Linked DNA regions of Mus musculus: all the other regions are linked to region 4. Evidence: chromatin contacts called from public ChIA-PET, HiChIP or PLAC-seq and promoter capture Hi-C data. All regions are on one chromosome and are shown on one strand. The core of a region is the stretch at or near the end of the contact, and the rest is flanking DNA. Distances in the headings are between cores, read along the strand shown. Region 1 has its middle 28 kb from the start of Rtp2. Region 2 holds the start of BC106179 (cDNA sequence BC106179). Region 3 holds the start of Rfc4 (replication factor C (activator 1) 4). Region 4 holds the start of Rtp4 (receptor transporter protein 4). Region 5 holds the start of Sst (somatostatin).

Evidence for each region. ChIA-PET counts read pairs in DNA pulled down with a chosen protein or histone mark. HiChIP or PLAC-seq counts read pairs in DNA pulled down with a chosen protein or histone mark. Capture Hi-C pulls out chosen DNA fragments and counts their contacts.
Region 1: an H3K4me3 HiChIP or PLAC-seq map of bone marrow-derived macrophages shows a contact between it and region 4, with 3 times the contacts expected there. The contact joins the enhancer-like site here to the promoter of Rtp4 in region 4. A contact is called at or near these places in 2 of 39 promoter capture datasets (both in liver), 1 of 484 Hi-C or Micro-C datasets (nephron progenitors), 1 of 115 datasets of contacts at active chromatin or transcription factors (bone marrow-derived macrophages) and 2 of 9 other capture datasets (adipose tissue and macrophages).
Region 2: an RNA polymerase II ChIA-PET map of memory CD8 T cells shows a contact between it and region 4, with 26 read pairs. The contact joins the promoter of BC106179 here to the promoter of Rtp4 in region 4. A contact is called at or near these places in 1 of 115 datasets of contacts at active chromatin or transcription factors (memory CD8 T cells) and 1 of 9 other capture datasets (liver).
Region 3: a promoter capture Hi-C map of adipose tissue shows a contact between it and region 4. The contact joins the promoter of Rfc4 here to the promoter of Rtp4 in region 4. A contact is called at or near these places in 1 of 39 promoter capture datasets (the 3T3-L1 cell line), 1 of 484 Hi-C or Micro-C datasets (pro-B cells) and 2 of 9 other capture datasets (adipose tissue and pancreatic islet).
Region 5: a promoter capture Hi-C map of pancreatic islet shows a contact between it and region 4, with 4 times the contacts expected there. The contact joins the promoter of Sst here to the promoter of Rtp4 in region 4. A contact is called at or near these places in 21 of 39 promoter capture datasets (the 3T3-L1 cell line, 3T3-L1-derived adipocytes, the C10 cell line and 13 more), 1 of 15 datasets of contacts at CTCF or cohesin (CD8 T cells), 8 of 484 Hi-C or Micro-C datasets (the C10 cell line, the N1E-115 cell line, bone marrow-derived macrophages and 3 more), 16 of 115 datasets of contacts at active chromatin or transcription factors (the SCID.adh cell line, SST interneurons, astrocytes and 12 more) and 4 of 9 other capture datasets (adipose tissue, liver, macrophages and 1 more).

The regions. Positions count from the first base shown.
Region 1 is chr16:23,957,544-23,960,243 of GRCm38.p6, forward strand. No RefSeq gene overlaps it. Among named protein-coding and RNA genes, the nearest start is that of Rtp2, 28 kb to the left of the region's middle. Within about 2 kb of position 1,323, at least 3 of the 459 cell types and tissues checked have an H3K27ac peak or open chromatin away from gene starts, as enhancers often do. A contact at or near this core is called in bone marrow-derived macrophages, where this site is marked.
Region 2 is chr16:23,224,183-23,226,929 of GRCm38.p6, forward strand. It overlaps BC106179 (cDNA sequence BC106179), which reads right to left and starts at 1,302. Exons shown (of 3, transcript NR_152126.1): 1 at 1,286-1,302; 2 at 1-262. It overlaps St6gal1 (beta galactoside alpha 2,6 sialyltransferase 1), which reads left to right and starts at 558. Exons shown (of 8, transcript NM_145933.4): 1 at 558-1,047.
Region 3 is chr16:23,126,436-23,129,135 of GRCm38.p6, forward strand. It overlaps Rfc4 (replication factor C (activator 1) 4), which reads right to left and starts at 1,295. Exons shown (of 11, transcript NM_145480.1): 1 at 1,250-1,295; 2 at 965-1,106. The coding sequence starts at 1,095.
Region 4 is chr16:23,608,494-23,611,193 of GRCm38.p6, forward strand. It overlaps Rtp4 (receptor transporter protein 4), which reads left to right and starts at 1,426. Exons shown (of 2, transcript NM_023386.5): 1 at 1,426-1,656. The coding sequence starts at 1,496.
Region 5 is chr16:23,889,526-23,892,225 of GRCm38.p6, forward strand. It overlaps Sst (somatostatin), which reads right to left and starts at 1,319. Exons shown (of 2, transcript NM_009215.1): 1 at 1,082-1,319; 2 at 56-416. The coding sequence starts at 1,219. The coding sequence ends at 204.

The sequences.
Region 1 (2,700 bases), core at 73-2,572, 350 kb after region 4:
CGAGATGGAGAAATGAGGATGTCACAAAGTTGTACCAGACCACACCAAAATGTCCTGAAGCTCTCTCTATGTTCAGGATTGAAAGCTTGCGATAACATCATCTGCACAGAAAGGAGCTGAGCACGGTCACAGCAAGGACCACTTCTTGACACCACTATTCTGTAGTAGCTACTTTTCTCCTTGCTGTGACCCAATCTTCAACAAAAGGAAAGATAAAGAGAGGTAAGTTTATTTCAGGTCACAGTTCAAGGGAGTATAAACTGTCAAGGTGGTGAAGGCATGGTGGCTGGAGAATAAGGTATCGAACCATATTGTATCCCGCTAGGATATAAAGATATATGAGAGCTGGTTGCCCAGTTGACTTTCTCCTTGTGTGTGTGTGTGTGAGAGAGAGAGAGAGAGATGCTCCTAGGGACTGAACCCAGGCCTTCAGCATCAGACCACAGTTCATGGAATGGTGTCATTACATTTAGGGTAGGTATTCCCACCTCTGTTAAACAAATCTAGAAATTTCCTCGCAAACATGCCCAGAGGTTTGTCTCTTAGGTGAGTCTAAACACTGTCACATCGAAGTAAATATTGATTAGTACAAGATCATTGAGACCCACAGGCATTACCCAACGTGACTGTTGTGCCCTTGGATTTTCATTATGGTTTTCCCTTAGCCTTAAATTTTTCTTCTATATAATAGTTCTGCACATTTGTTGGATATATGAGTGCTTTTGCCATTAAAGGCTTTTAATAATCAAATCTACAAGTCCCCTATCTTGTGTATCATGTCTTTACAGTAAAATTATGCAACATACTTTCTTTTACCTAATTTTTGAAATAGTTGATACAATATTGTTAATAATAGTTATTGTTGTGGGCACTAGAACACCACACATCATTCTCTTTTTTTGAAAAGCAGTCTCATGAAATGGTTCCAACACATTTAGGGCAGATCTCCCACCTCAATTAACCAAAAGTCCCCCATAAACATGCTCGGGGTCTGTGAGACTAGATCTTGTCACATTGTGCCTGTTGGGCCCGCTTGCCTAACAGCGTGAGCTCCGGGTTCTGTAGAAGCCATTCAACTGCACACAGTAGGCCCCTCCTTTGTATACCACGTTTTCGTTATCCATTCATGCGTTGGTAGATACTAGGTCGTTTCTACTTCTTCCTTTCTGTGATTTGTGCTGCACTGGGTACGGGGTGCTAGGCTACCATTGTGTTCCCTCTGGATGAGTATCTCTAGCCATCAGAATGTCAGATCATCCGCTAACTTGTGTTTCTAATTTTTGAGGAACTTTCGTACTGCTTTCCATAATGGCATTACTAATTTACATTACCAAGAATAGTGTGTAGAGTTCCCCTTTCTCCTAGTACTTGCCCCTTTGGTAACAACTGTTCTAGTAAAGTAAAAGCTCACTGTGATGCTAATTGCATTTCCCTGATGAGTGACAGAACTGAGAGCTTCTTTCATATTTCCCTTGACCATTTAAATGTCTGGATAAATGTCCATTCATGTTTATAAAATTTTTAGAAATATATTCATTTGTTTTATTTATATAAGTACTCTGTAGCTATCTTCAGACAAACCAGAAGAGGGCAACAGATCCCATTACAGATAGCTCTGTGCCATCATGTGGTTGCTGGAAATTGAACTCAGGACCTCTGGAAGAGCAGTCAGTGCTCTTAACTGCTGAGCCATCTCTCTCCAGCCCATTTATACCATTTTTATATCACCATCACCACCACCACCACTGTCACCATCATCCATGCAGTAGCAGCAGCAGCAGCAGCAGCAGCAGCAGCATATCTGTGTTTGCAGGCACATAGGCCACAGTGTGCCTGTAACGATCAGAGCACAGCTCTGTGGACTGGGTTCTCTCCCTTCATCTTTAAATTAATTCCTGGGATGAAACTCAGGTCGCCAGGCTCGTGTGGCAAATGCCTTCACTCACTGAGCTGTCTCACCAGCTCCTGCATCGATTTTGACTCTAATTGTTTCTCACTACTGAGCAGCTTGAACCTCATATATAATCCAGGCACTAACCCTTTGCGGAAGCTTTTTGGTTAGTGTGGTATAAAGAGGTTGGTTACACATGTACACGAGAGTGTGCACGTGCACATGTACACATGAGAAAAAGAGAGAGACAAAGACGATGTTTTCATAAGCCAGAAGAGAATCAAAGATGGTCAGACAGCCATCAGAGGCTATAAGTGAAGCTTGGAACAGACTCTCACACAACTCAGGAGAATCCACCCTGCTGGCATCTGGTCTCAGAAAGCCAGCCTCCAGGACTTGCACGAAGCCCTTCAGATTGTCTTACTTTGATACAGCAGCCTGGACAAACTTCAGAGATGGTGACATTGAGCAAGATAGCTCTTTCCAAACAGATGAGGCCATTCCATGGAGAAGCCCGGGGCTCTTGAAACCTTCAGGATACTGATCTCTGGCTTAACTGCTCAGCAAAGCTGGCCACCACATAGTGAGTGTCCTGAGAGAGTGATGTGTCATTCCACCTATGTCCTTCTCAAGGCCCCAGGATTCCTACGATCATCATTTATTGGCAATCATTTTAATGCCTTTTGGTATTTTTTTCTACATTGTTCATGTTATAGTTTTCAAACTTAACTGAAAATGTTCTGAGGGCCTGGTTCATACTCTGGAATTAAGTGATCTCTCTGATCAAAGTTCTTGCAGTGACACTTGAT
Region 2 (2,747 bases), core at 52-2,551, 380 kb before region 4:
GGACCGAAGGAGCGGCCAGATGGTGGCTTCCAGTTCTCTTACAGAGGAAAGTTTTCAGTCTTTCGGAAGTGGTCTGTGGGTAATCAGAGATGGTCAGACTGCCAGACTGCTTCTTCAACAAGATGTTTCCTCCTGACTTCTCCAGCAGCCGTATCCTAAGCCCAGTGGAAGGAAGGTGCCCGGCTGTCTTTACCTTTGTAACCGGGTCCTGCCTGCCTGCGTACCTACTGTGAGAGTTCCAGGTCGCAGGACTCCAGAACATCTAAAAAAAAAAAAAAAAAAGTTTGACAAGGCTGTGTACAGGATACACTTAATGTTGGGGGATTTTTGTTAAACTCTAAATACTACAGTCTAAGATGTATGTGTCCTACATAAAAATTTGAGTTTTCACAGGGGTTAAATGACTTGTTTGATCAGGATCACCCTGTGCAGAGCCAGGACAAGCACTCTGGTAAGAACGTTTTCGCCAGATAACACTGAATCCAATCCATCGGGACACGCAGGGGGTGGGGGTGGAGGCAGCATTTGGGCTTCCTTGCCTGCCGCATTGCTCCGCCCCAAAGGCTTGCTCTTTGTGGACAGACTGCAAGATTCCCTGCATTACGGGGAGCCCTAAGCAGGCACCTTTAACCTTGAGCCTGCTCGCTAGCGACCTCCAGAGGGCCAGGATGGTTTGGGACCGGTGTGATAGAGCACTTTTCTAGTTTTAACGACTCTATTTGCATAACGGAGACCAAGCGTCCTCCCGCCGGTCTGCCGTGCTTTTCTTCCCTCCTTCCCGGTCCTCTGTACCCTCATCTGTGCTCCCTCTCTGCTTCCCAGAAGATCCGTTCTCAAGGGGACTCACTCGGAGCTTGAGTCCCGGGCTCTTCTCCCTCGGCCCGGCAAGATCCAGAGGCACCTGGGGGAGTGGAGTTGAGCGCCAGCCTGGGTTGGGGAGCCGCCCTGGCACTGCCCGACCCTAACAAAGGGAATCGGACTGCGCGCCGTGCGAGCGCTCGGTGGGCTCAGCGACCGCAGCCGCCTTCCCGATTGAGAGAGCTGCAAGTGAGTAGGGGCGAGGCGGGCGGCACGGGTCTGAAGAAGGAGTGCAGGGGTGCGCTGAGAGGCAGCCCTAGCTGCGGGAGTAGGAGCCGCCGCCCCGGGCTGGGGATGTCTGTCGCGGGTCCAGGGGAGGGACCGCCTTGGCCTCCCCTCCCTAATCCCCCACCCCCACCCCCACCCCCCGGCACGCCAGCCTGCGCACCCATAACAAACCCACGTGTGCGGGGACGCAGGAACCTACACTGCAGCGTCTGTATTGTGTAAGGCGTTGACTCGCGGAGTGAGGGTCTCTTTAGATCTTGCCCACTTTGGTAACAGAGCAGGAAAACAAGCCCGGTGGAAGGAGAGGGGGAGCGCAGGCACCACAACAAACGCACGTGTGCCCCGGCTGAACCTCTTTTGGTCAGGTTATTGTTCCAGCCAAACCAACGGGTGCGGCGCTTGGAGGCCACCTACTACTGCTGGAGAGGTGGGGACCTTTCGCAGCGGTGCTCTGTGAAGGGACGGACTAAACCTGTTGATTTTTAAAGGAAAAAGAAAATACAAACAAGAAAGAGCCGACAAAAAGCCCCCACCCCACCCACACGTATGCTTCACCCATTGGCACGGGTTTGGAGGTGAAACCTACAAGCCCTCATCTCTTCTTCGAGATTTTCTTAAGAGTCGTGGGCTGAACTAAGGATCTGTAGGGTACCCTTCTAAAATAGACCCTGCCCGACACACCATTGTCCCCGTGCACTGGCGACTGCCCCTGTTGGGGAATCTCGAGCGCCTCCCTAGCTTGCTGAAAGAATAGTTCATTTTAACAAAATCCACCAGTGAGGTCTTGGGTTTTGCTTGCTCTTCGCCTGGGAGCTCCCTGTGGCTAGACATTTCAGGTGTCACTGGCCCTGGCCACACAAGGCCAACGGGGGCCCCTCGTCTAGACGGGGACGTATCGGAGGCTCGCAGAGGTAGGTCCACTGTTTGCTGTGCTTTCCCCTTAACTTTCACTCTGCTCACGCAGCCGGATTTTTAGCGTATTGAGGTCTGGGCTTGTCAGCTCTGAGGAAAAGTTGAGGACAGGAAGGGGGCGGTGAACGGATCCTAGGCGACCTGTGCAGGAGTGACAGCATTTTACCAATCTGATGCTGCACCTCGAGTAGTCCCTGTGGAGACTAACCTGTCTCTGAAGACAACTGGACAGCCTTCAACCGTGTACCTTTGTTATTGAAAAAATCCAGGCGACAGCTAGGGAACCTTTTTAATTTTACAGGCAGGAAGCTGAGGTCTGAGAGTTCAGCCCCTTGGGTCTTCCAACTGCTCGGCCTTCATCCAGAGGATTCTGCGGTCGGCTTAAAAGGCAGTAGCCTCAGGCAGGGCGGAGTGAAACAAAGAAAATAATTCAAATTGGAAACTGCGCCCTTCCATTATACCTTTCTAGAGTTCTCTGTTTTAGTGGAGAAGAGGGACTTAGCATTTCCCCCACTTCTCAGCCTGTCCCGCTTCATAACTTTGCTCTGCTCTCCTGGCTGCCCTCTTGTTCTCAAATTGAACTAGGGCCAACTGGAGAGGCTTAGATGTTTTGCGGGCGCTAAGAAGCCTTTGTTCGGGCAGAAGCTGGGGCTGTTGACATCAGCCCCGCTGGGAGGAGAGTGTCTCTTGTAGTCAGCTGCTTCTGAGCCCCTCAGTACAGAACGAAGCATTCTTTTCATTGATTTTAT
Region 3 (2,700 bases), core at 45-2,544, 480 kb before region 4:
ATATATACATATACATATATATATATACACACACATACATACACACACATGCATACATATACACACATAGATAGATAGATAGGTAGGTAGGTAGGTAGTTTTGGAGTGGTAAGATGGCTCAGCAGGCAAAGGCACTTACTGCCAAGTCTGATGATCCAAGTTTGACACACGGAATACACAGGGCAGCTAAGAACTTACTCCACCTGGGAGTCGAAGCATGCTTGTGATGGCATGCATCCTCCTTCCTCAACGATAAATTTTAAACATGTGAAAACTATAGATCTATGGGCCGGAGTATAGAACAGTGGTAGAGTGCTTGCCTAGATTAAGGTTAGCGAGATTCCCAACAGGTAAGTGCGAGCTTTCAAAGCCCGATGATCTGAATGGGACCACCACTTGCTTTGCTGCGGGGACGGCTATGGGATGAGTTGGGGGCAGGAAGAGGGGTGATATAGATGAAGTACTCATATTTGAACTTCTCAATAATATTGAAACAGCAAAATAACACACACGAGGACCTTGTTTGACTTGTAAATAACCTGAAGATCCTTAGTGATCAAAGAGGTTCCACGTAGCTGACGGTTCTAGTATCATCTAGCAAATGACAATGTAGTGGTACTTAACATCAACAACAAGATCCCAACAAATTTCACCATATACATACAAGGATAAAAGTCAGATTTCAGTGGAAGTGTTTATAGCCAGCTCACAGAAACATTGCTTTCTTCGTTTCTGTAGGGCTCTAAAACTGTACACTTTATAAACATCTTAGGTCATCTATATAACTAAAGAATTAAATTCAACTACTGTATCACTCCAAGGACTAAGACTTATTATTGGGTGATACCGCGTCCCCCTACCCCTCAAAGGTGTGATCTAAATATAGCAAAGTCCCCCTTACATTAAAAAAAAAACCCCACTAGCACTTATTAGTTATTTCAACAAAAGTACAAGCAGTTCTTACTATTTTTCCACCCAAGGAACTGGTTTGACTTTCTTGGTTTCTCCACTGCTTCCTGCAGTGGCAGGTGTCCCCCGGTCCTTGGTCAGTTGTGCTTTGGCACTGACAGATGTGCCTTTCAGAAATGCCTGCATGGCTTCTTCTCCTGGGTATAAGACAAAAAGAAACCATTATGGGGCAGCTCCCCTTGAAAGGACCCCTAACTTTGTGCCTAGAGGGAAGGCGGAGGTCACATCCCGGTCCCCGCCAGCCTGTAAAAGGCTGAGAACACTCAGACCCATCACTTACAGTCGTCACCGTCCCCCTGGCACCGCGGTTCCCGCCACAGAACGGCGGCGAAAGGCATGGCGGGAGCGCGCCACGCAATAACGTCACTTCCGGCGCGCGGGTGCCAGTGACGCGCTCCCTTTTTGGCTAGCGGTGGCTAAGCTCGGCTTCTGGGTGCATCTGGGGCGTTCCGCGGAGGTGATCCTGTGTAGACTCCGCGGCCAGACCTCGGCCCAGCAGACACTGCAGAGCGCGGTCGGGGAGGAGCCGACCTAAGGAGAAAGCTTTGCTCGAAGGACCGGGCCTAGGGCGGGCCCACGCTGGGAGAGGCTTTCATTAAGCCAGTGGCTTCTTGGGTTTGCTGCCATCGTCCGTCAGCCCGGAGGTCAGGGCCAAGACGTGCTCACTTGACCCTTCGCCGGAAGGGGACACTGTGCGAACTACTGCCCTGCCCCCGATATTCAAGGACACAGAGCAAACTGCTTTTTAGAAGTGAAGCTAGAGAGAAGGCTCAGCGGTTTAAGAGCATTCACTGCTTTTGTGGAGGACTTCGGTTTGATACTTGGGGTTTTGATAGCCATCTGGTGGCTCACAACTGGAACTCCAGTTCAGGGGTCCAACGTTCCCTTCAGGGCTGCAGACCCTGAATACGTGTGCTGCACGTACTTGCACGCAAGCGGAATACTTAAACACACACAGCCCGGGACAGATGTCTTACAGTCAGTAAAATCAGCTTATTGTAGGGAGGGAGGACCATCTTCTATGGGCATTTTGTAATTCCCGAGACCCACTCAAAAACCTCGTGATCGGGCAGGAGATAAACTCATCAGTTAAAAGGACTTGCTGCTTTCCCAGAGGACTGGAGTTTGCGTTCCAGCATCTTGGGGGGGGGGGGGGGTGGACCAAGCGAAAAAGAAAGAATTTGAAAGCTTTGTAGTATATACCAACTGTCAGCAGACAGCTTGTCCTGTGAAGGATTTACTAGTCCAAATGAATCTTTCAGTTCTTAGCCAGCCTCTGCCCTTAGATGTCCTCATGTTAGCATAATAAGTTCCTAGTGTAGCTTTGGTAGCAGAGGTGGTTGTCACACGAGTCCAACAGCGACGACTGCTCCAGTAACTGCATTGCTGGGAGCTGAACTTGCCAGCCACAGGAGTGAAAGATAGTCACCCTTCCTGGATAGAACCCCTGAGCCCTCAGGGGGTTCAACTAACCTTTGCCCTACAGTGGATGAAATGTCATTGTTTCCACCAGAAGTAGAATTTGTCTAATTGTGCTCATTTTCTAGAACCAAAATTCTAAAAGGCTGCATTTCATCAGAAGCCTGTGCAGGGTTTGGCAGAAGTACACTTTCAGTCCCAAAACAGACCTACAAGGTCAGAATCTCTGGTGTCTGGGACTATGTATTTATAAGGTCTGTGGTTAGTGGACATAATGTTTCTGCTTCCTCCAAACCTCAGATGGAAAACCTC
Region 4 (2,700 bases), core at 176-2,675:
GGGTCACTGTGCCTGTCTCTCTGAAATGTCTCTCACAGGAATAATCCTCTGTTTAGCCTGGTCTCTTAGACAGTTCCCCAGGCAGTAGGGGAATTCCTAGCGCAGGCTGCCAGGTCGAGGTTTTACTACTGTCTCCCTAGCTCTGGCACCCTGTGCCACCCCATAACAAGTGTCCTTGGCTTCTCTCCAGGCAGTGAGGTGGATGCAGACACAGCAGGTGTTGAAATCATAGAGACCCAGGTTCGAATTTGACCTCTGCTTACTTGCCTGTAACTTTGCTACAAGGTTTGCCAGCTCTTGATGTGTGGGCTCACTTGTAAGATACCAGAGTTAGAAAGAATTTCAGTGTGACAAGAAAAGAGACTAGGACTCACATTTTAGTGTCTGAACAAGGCAAACTTACTCCTGGTCAAGAGGGTTTTCTCAGGAGTGGGAACACACCAGGACAGGAAGCCTCCATGTGGTTGGAGATGGTGTCTTTCTTCCTATTGGTTGGGGTCTGACATCACAGTTTAAAGATTAGCTAGTGTAAACCAAAGAGGCTGGTCGGAGCGCCCCCCCCCCACATATGTAGGAGAGGGCTACCATGTCTGATTTCAGTGGGAGAGGATATATCTAATCCTGCAGAGACTTGATGCACCAAGGTGGGTGGGGGAAACAGAGGTTCCTTCTCAGAAGGGGAGGGAGAATGTGGGAGGAACTCTGGGACGGGAGGAAGACCGGGAGGGGGGCAGAATTTGGGATGTAATAAAATAAATAAATTAATTAATTAAAAAAAAAGGAATAGCTGGTGTGAAAAGAACCTTTGGGAAGGAAGAAAGGAAGTCAGAATGGGGTCAGCCACTTAACTCTCTTAAGGGTCCCAGAATGTAGCAGGGCCTTTGCATAAAAGGTTTTACTAGGTGGGAAGATGTTAATATATTTGCATCCAAGGTGCAGGAGATGAAAGGAGTTGAATTATTTGCTGCAAACACAAAAAAAATACAAGTTTTTCAGTGTCTCAAAGAAAATACTCATATTTATTTTGTTGTGCTGTTTTAACACCAGGAACATTTGCAGTGCGGATTTTTTTCAGGGTCACTAGGTGATTAGGAACACAACCTCTTACAGTTCTGAGATCTCCGGGCCACCAGCATCTACTGGGGCAGGCGCCTTTTCTCAGTCACTAAGCACTCCTTTATTTCAATCCCCACACTGGTGCGTTGTTTACAGTAAAAATTATAAGAAAACAAAATGAAAAGCTTCCCACACAGGAGCCGCTAGAATGCAAACCAGAACTCCGCAGTTTCAGCACGGCCCTTTAACACAGTGGCAGCGGCGATTTGCTGCCCTAAGGTTTCTGTGCACCTTGGAAACCGAAACTTAAAGACAGACCGGGAAATGGAAACTGAAAGAACCGGGAAACTGAAACTGTTCTTTGTTTCCTCTCTCCCAGATTTGAGGAAGACAGTGAGCTGCTGAGTAACCCGGGGCCTCAGCTTCCACACCTCTGAGAATGCTGTTCCCCGATGACTTCAGTACTTGGGAGCAGACATTTCAAGAACTGATGCAGGAGGAGAAGCCCGGGGCCAAGTGGAGCCTGCATTTGGATAAGAACATTGTACCAGATGGTGCAGCCCTGGGATGGAGGCAGCACCAGCAGACAGTGCTTGGCAGGTGAGTGGAGTCTGGGCAGCTGGTCCCCTTAAAGACCCCACTACGTGCAGAGGCTTAACTGTGCTGATGCAGCCTCTAATACTTGTTAGAAAGAACAGGTGTGGCTAACTAGATTTTCCCAGTCTTTTGTGATCACTAGGCTAAGATGGTTAGGGTCGCTTGTACTCCATGTCCCCATGCTGGTTTTCTTTCTTTCTTTCTTTCTTTCTTTCTTTCTTTCTTTCTTTCTTTCTTTCTTTCTTTCTTTCTTTCTTTCTTTCTTTCTTTCTTTCTTTCTTTCTTTCTTTCTTTCTTTCTTTCTCTCTATCTCTCTCTCTCTCTTTCTTTCCTTCCCCCTTCCCCCCCCCCTCTCTCTCTCTCTCTCTCTTTCTTTTTCTGAGACAGGTTTCTCTGTGTGGCCCTGCCTGTCCTGAAACTCACTCTGTGGACCAGGCTGTCGAACTCAGAGATCCACCAGCCTCTGCCTCCTGAGGACTGAGAGTAAAGGCGTGCTCCATCTTGTTTAACTTAAAAACTGCTTGCCCTGCCAGGTCTCCTTACAAAAGCATTTCAGGAGTCCTTGAAGAATGACTCCAAGTTCCTACAAAGTCTTCCCTCCTGCTCTCTGTTGCTGGATCCCCAGCCAAAAAAAGACGTGGCATTGTATCCAGCTGCTCAGCCCTCTTATCAAGAGAAAACATAATAAAACTCTTAAAATGGAAAAATGGATTTATCTACAATTTGGGGATGCCACTGTTCATAGTCTGTCTCTGCCTCCCATCTAACAGTGTTATAATTCATGGAAAGGATGAGACAAGATCTGCATGTTATCAGAAATGTTGGCATACTTGACTGTAATTGCAGATGATACCAGGGAAAGCAGGTTCCTTCTTTGGGTCCTTAATCTCCTCGCTAAAAGGATTTTAGAATGGGGACTCAGATGGAAGTTTGAGGGCAGTTTATTAGAGTTTAAAAGAAAAGCCCCAGAGTGGGCAATACCCTAGGATTTCAGTTTCTGTGGAGCTGTGTGGTGCTAGACAGCCACACAGCAGAGACAGGACGAGT
Region 5 (2,700 bases), core at 69-2,568, 280 kb after region 4:
TCATGTATTTCTGAACAAAACAATTTACTCAATAAGAAGTCAAACGCTTGCTCTTCATAATCTCACCATAATTTTATTTTGTATTTACAGTCTTCAATTTCTAATGCAGGGTCAAGTTGAGCATCGGGGGCCAGGAGTTAAGGAAGAGATATGGGGTTTGGGGGAGAGGGATCAGAGGTCTGGCTAGGACAACAATATTAAAGCTAACAGGATGTGAATGTCTTCCAGAAGAAGTTCTTGCAGCCAGCTTTGCGTTCCCGGGGTGCCATTGCTGGGTTCGAGTTGGCAGACCTCTGCAGCTCCAGCCTCATCTCGTCCTGCTCAGCTGCCTGGGGCAAATCCTCGGGCTCCAGGGCATCATTCTCTGTCTGGTTGGGCTCGGACAGCAGCTCTGCCAAGAAGTACTTGGCCAGTTCCTGGATAGGGCAGTGAGAAGAACAAAAGGGAGGAATGGGAGAGGGGGGAAAATGTGGTTTGAAAGTAAGATTTAATCACTCAAAACCCAGTTTTCACAATCATATGGGTGATTGCTGTATGTATTCATTAGATTATGCAGGAGAAAAAAAGCTTCCCCAAACGCAAGTCTTTCAGAAAGTGCTCTGCCTTAAAACACAGAGAAATCACAGATGATTAAGAAGTCGTTTATAACTACATAGAATGCCAATAGTTTGCGCAGCTCCATTTTCCTGTGATGAGATATGAAGTGGAGCTGAGTTCTTGCCAGATTTTTTGAAAGGTAAAAGCAAACCTTCCCATAAACTGAAGAGCCTCTTGCCCCAGAATCGTTTTGTGAACAAACATTGCGTTTCAGCACCGGGGTCAGCAACCCTCTTGCCAGCACCAGGGATAGAGCCCAGTCTCTCCTACCTGCTTTCTGAATTTTCTTGAAAGCCAGGGAGGAACTTACCTGCAAGGTGACCACCTGCGCTGATCAATTCTGAAAAGAGTAAGAGGGGACCCTAACTTCAAAAGTTTCCCTGGGAGCTTAGGGGCTGAGCGACTCTGAGAAGCGCCCGCTAAACACCTGTCGCAGGGGCTGCAGCAGGAAGGCTGGGGGATTCGTAAGGGGGACAGTCCTTACCTGTTTCCCGGTGGCAGCCGCCAGAGACTTCTGCAGAAACTGACGGAGTCTGGGGTCCGAGGGCGCGCCGGTGACACCGCCCAAAGCCAGGACGATGCAGAGCGCAGCCAGGGCGCACTGGAGACGGCAGGACAGCATCTTCCTTGCCTCAGGCAGCCAAGCTGGAGCGCGGTGGGTCAGTCTAGTCGCAGGTCCTCAGGCAGCAGCGACGGCTTCGGTAGCGTCTCCTTCAGCCGCTATGGAGCTCTCCACGGTCTCCCCTTTTTAAACTCTCTCTCTGACGTCAGCCAAGGAGGCGCCCCCAGATCTCACCAGTGCTTTTACGCACCATTAGCCTCGCAAAATCAATCACAGAAGTGAGGGGAGGCGACACGATCTAAAGTGGTTTATTTTTTTAAAAAAAAGAAAAAGAAAGCCTGCACCCACGCAGGCACATGAAATTCTCCATGCCACAGAGACCAAACAATCTTACCTTCACTCAGTGCTGACATGCCGCTCCCATATTTCAGCCACATAGGAGCACACTTAATTACACAGAGATCACTCAGTCCTTGGTTAGCAATACATCATCACACTCAGTTGGGTACCTGTCAATGTACCCAGATTACTGGACTTGCATTCACCTTTAACTTTTTGTATGGCGAGTGAGACTTAGAGCGATCTGTCTAGGAAACAATCTCAGAATGAATTTGCAATTAAGAGGACTGAACTATATTCTCTCCCTCCATCTCTTAAAGCCTTGTAGGAAAAAAGGGATGAAATTGAGCTGTAAAGGAACCTCACTTTGTCCAAGCGGCCTATCTTTATATTTTAACAAAAGAAAACCACTGGAGAGACAGATAGACAGACAGACAGACACACACACACACACACAGGAGGGAGGGGGAGAAAGAAAGCCTACATTTGGCACCTGGAAACAGCCCTGGGAATCAGTCTCAGAAATCATCTAACAAGCCTCAGAACTTGAACCAAGAAAGCTTAAGGGACTGGCAGATCATTTCTCTGTACAGTTGGAAGAGCAGAGGCATCTAGACTCTAAGGCCAGGGTTCTTGTGCACTGCTGTGTGTGTTCTGACAGATTCCTGAGCGGCTAGGTTAGGAATCTCCAGGATGGGCACACATTAAGGCAGTGTGTAGCCATTGTATATCTATGTGAGTAACGAATCAACAGACTGTCTAGGCCTCTCTTCTACTGCAGAGGGAGTTTAAGGAAGTCTATTAGTTCATCAAATTGAGTGTTTGCATCTGGTTGCCAGCTAAGGCTGCCGCTTTCAAAGTAACTGCTCATTAAGGAAATGCCAGCTCCATTCCTGGCATAGAACAGGTAATCTCCACAGGCAATTCAAGGACTAACATCTTAGGGTAGTCAGAGAAGCCAACAGTAGAGGTTTTTTTAAATGCACAGCTTCAGAAGTCAGGTGACGCAGAGGGTTTGCACAATGCTGATGTCTACCACGCACTATGAATTAGGTGCATTCTGACACCATTCTCAACACTTGCACCTAAAAAACGAAGTGGACAGGTAAGAGGGGTTAGTCAGTATCTTGAAACAGCTTGAGATAACATTTCCTTTTGTATCTGTAAGCCAAGGCAGAGAGGGTAAGAAGTGCCAAAGCTTC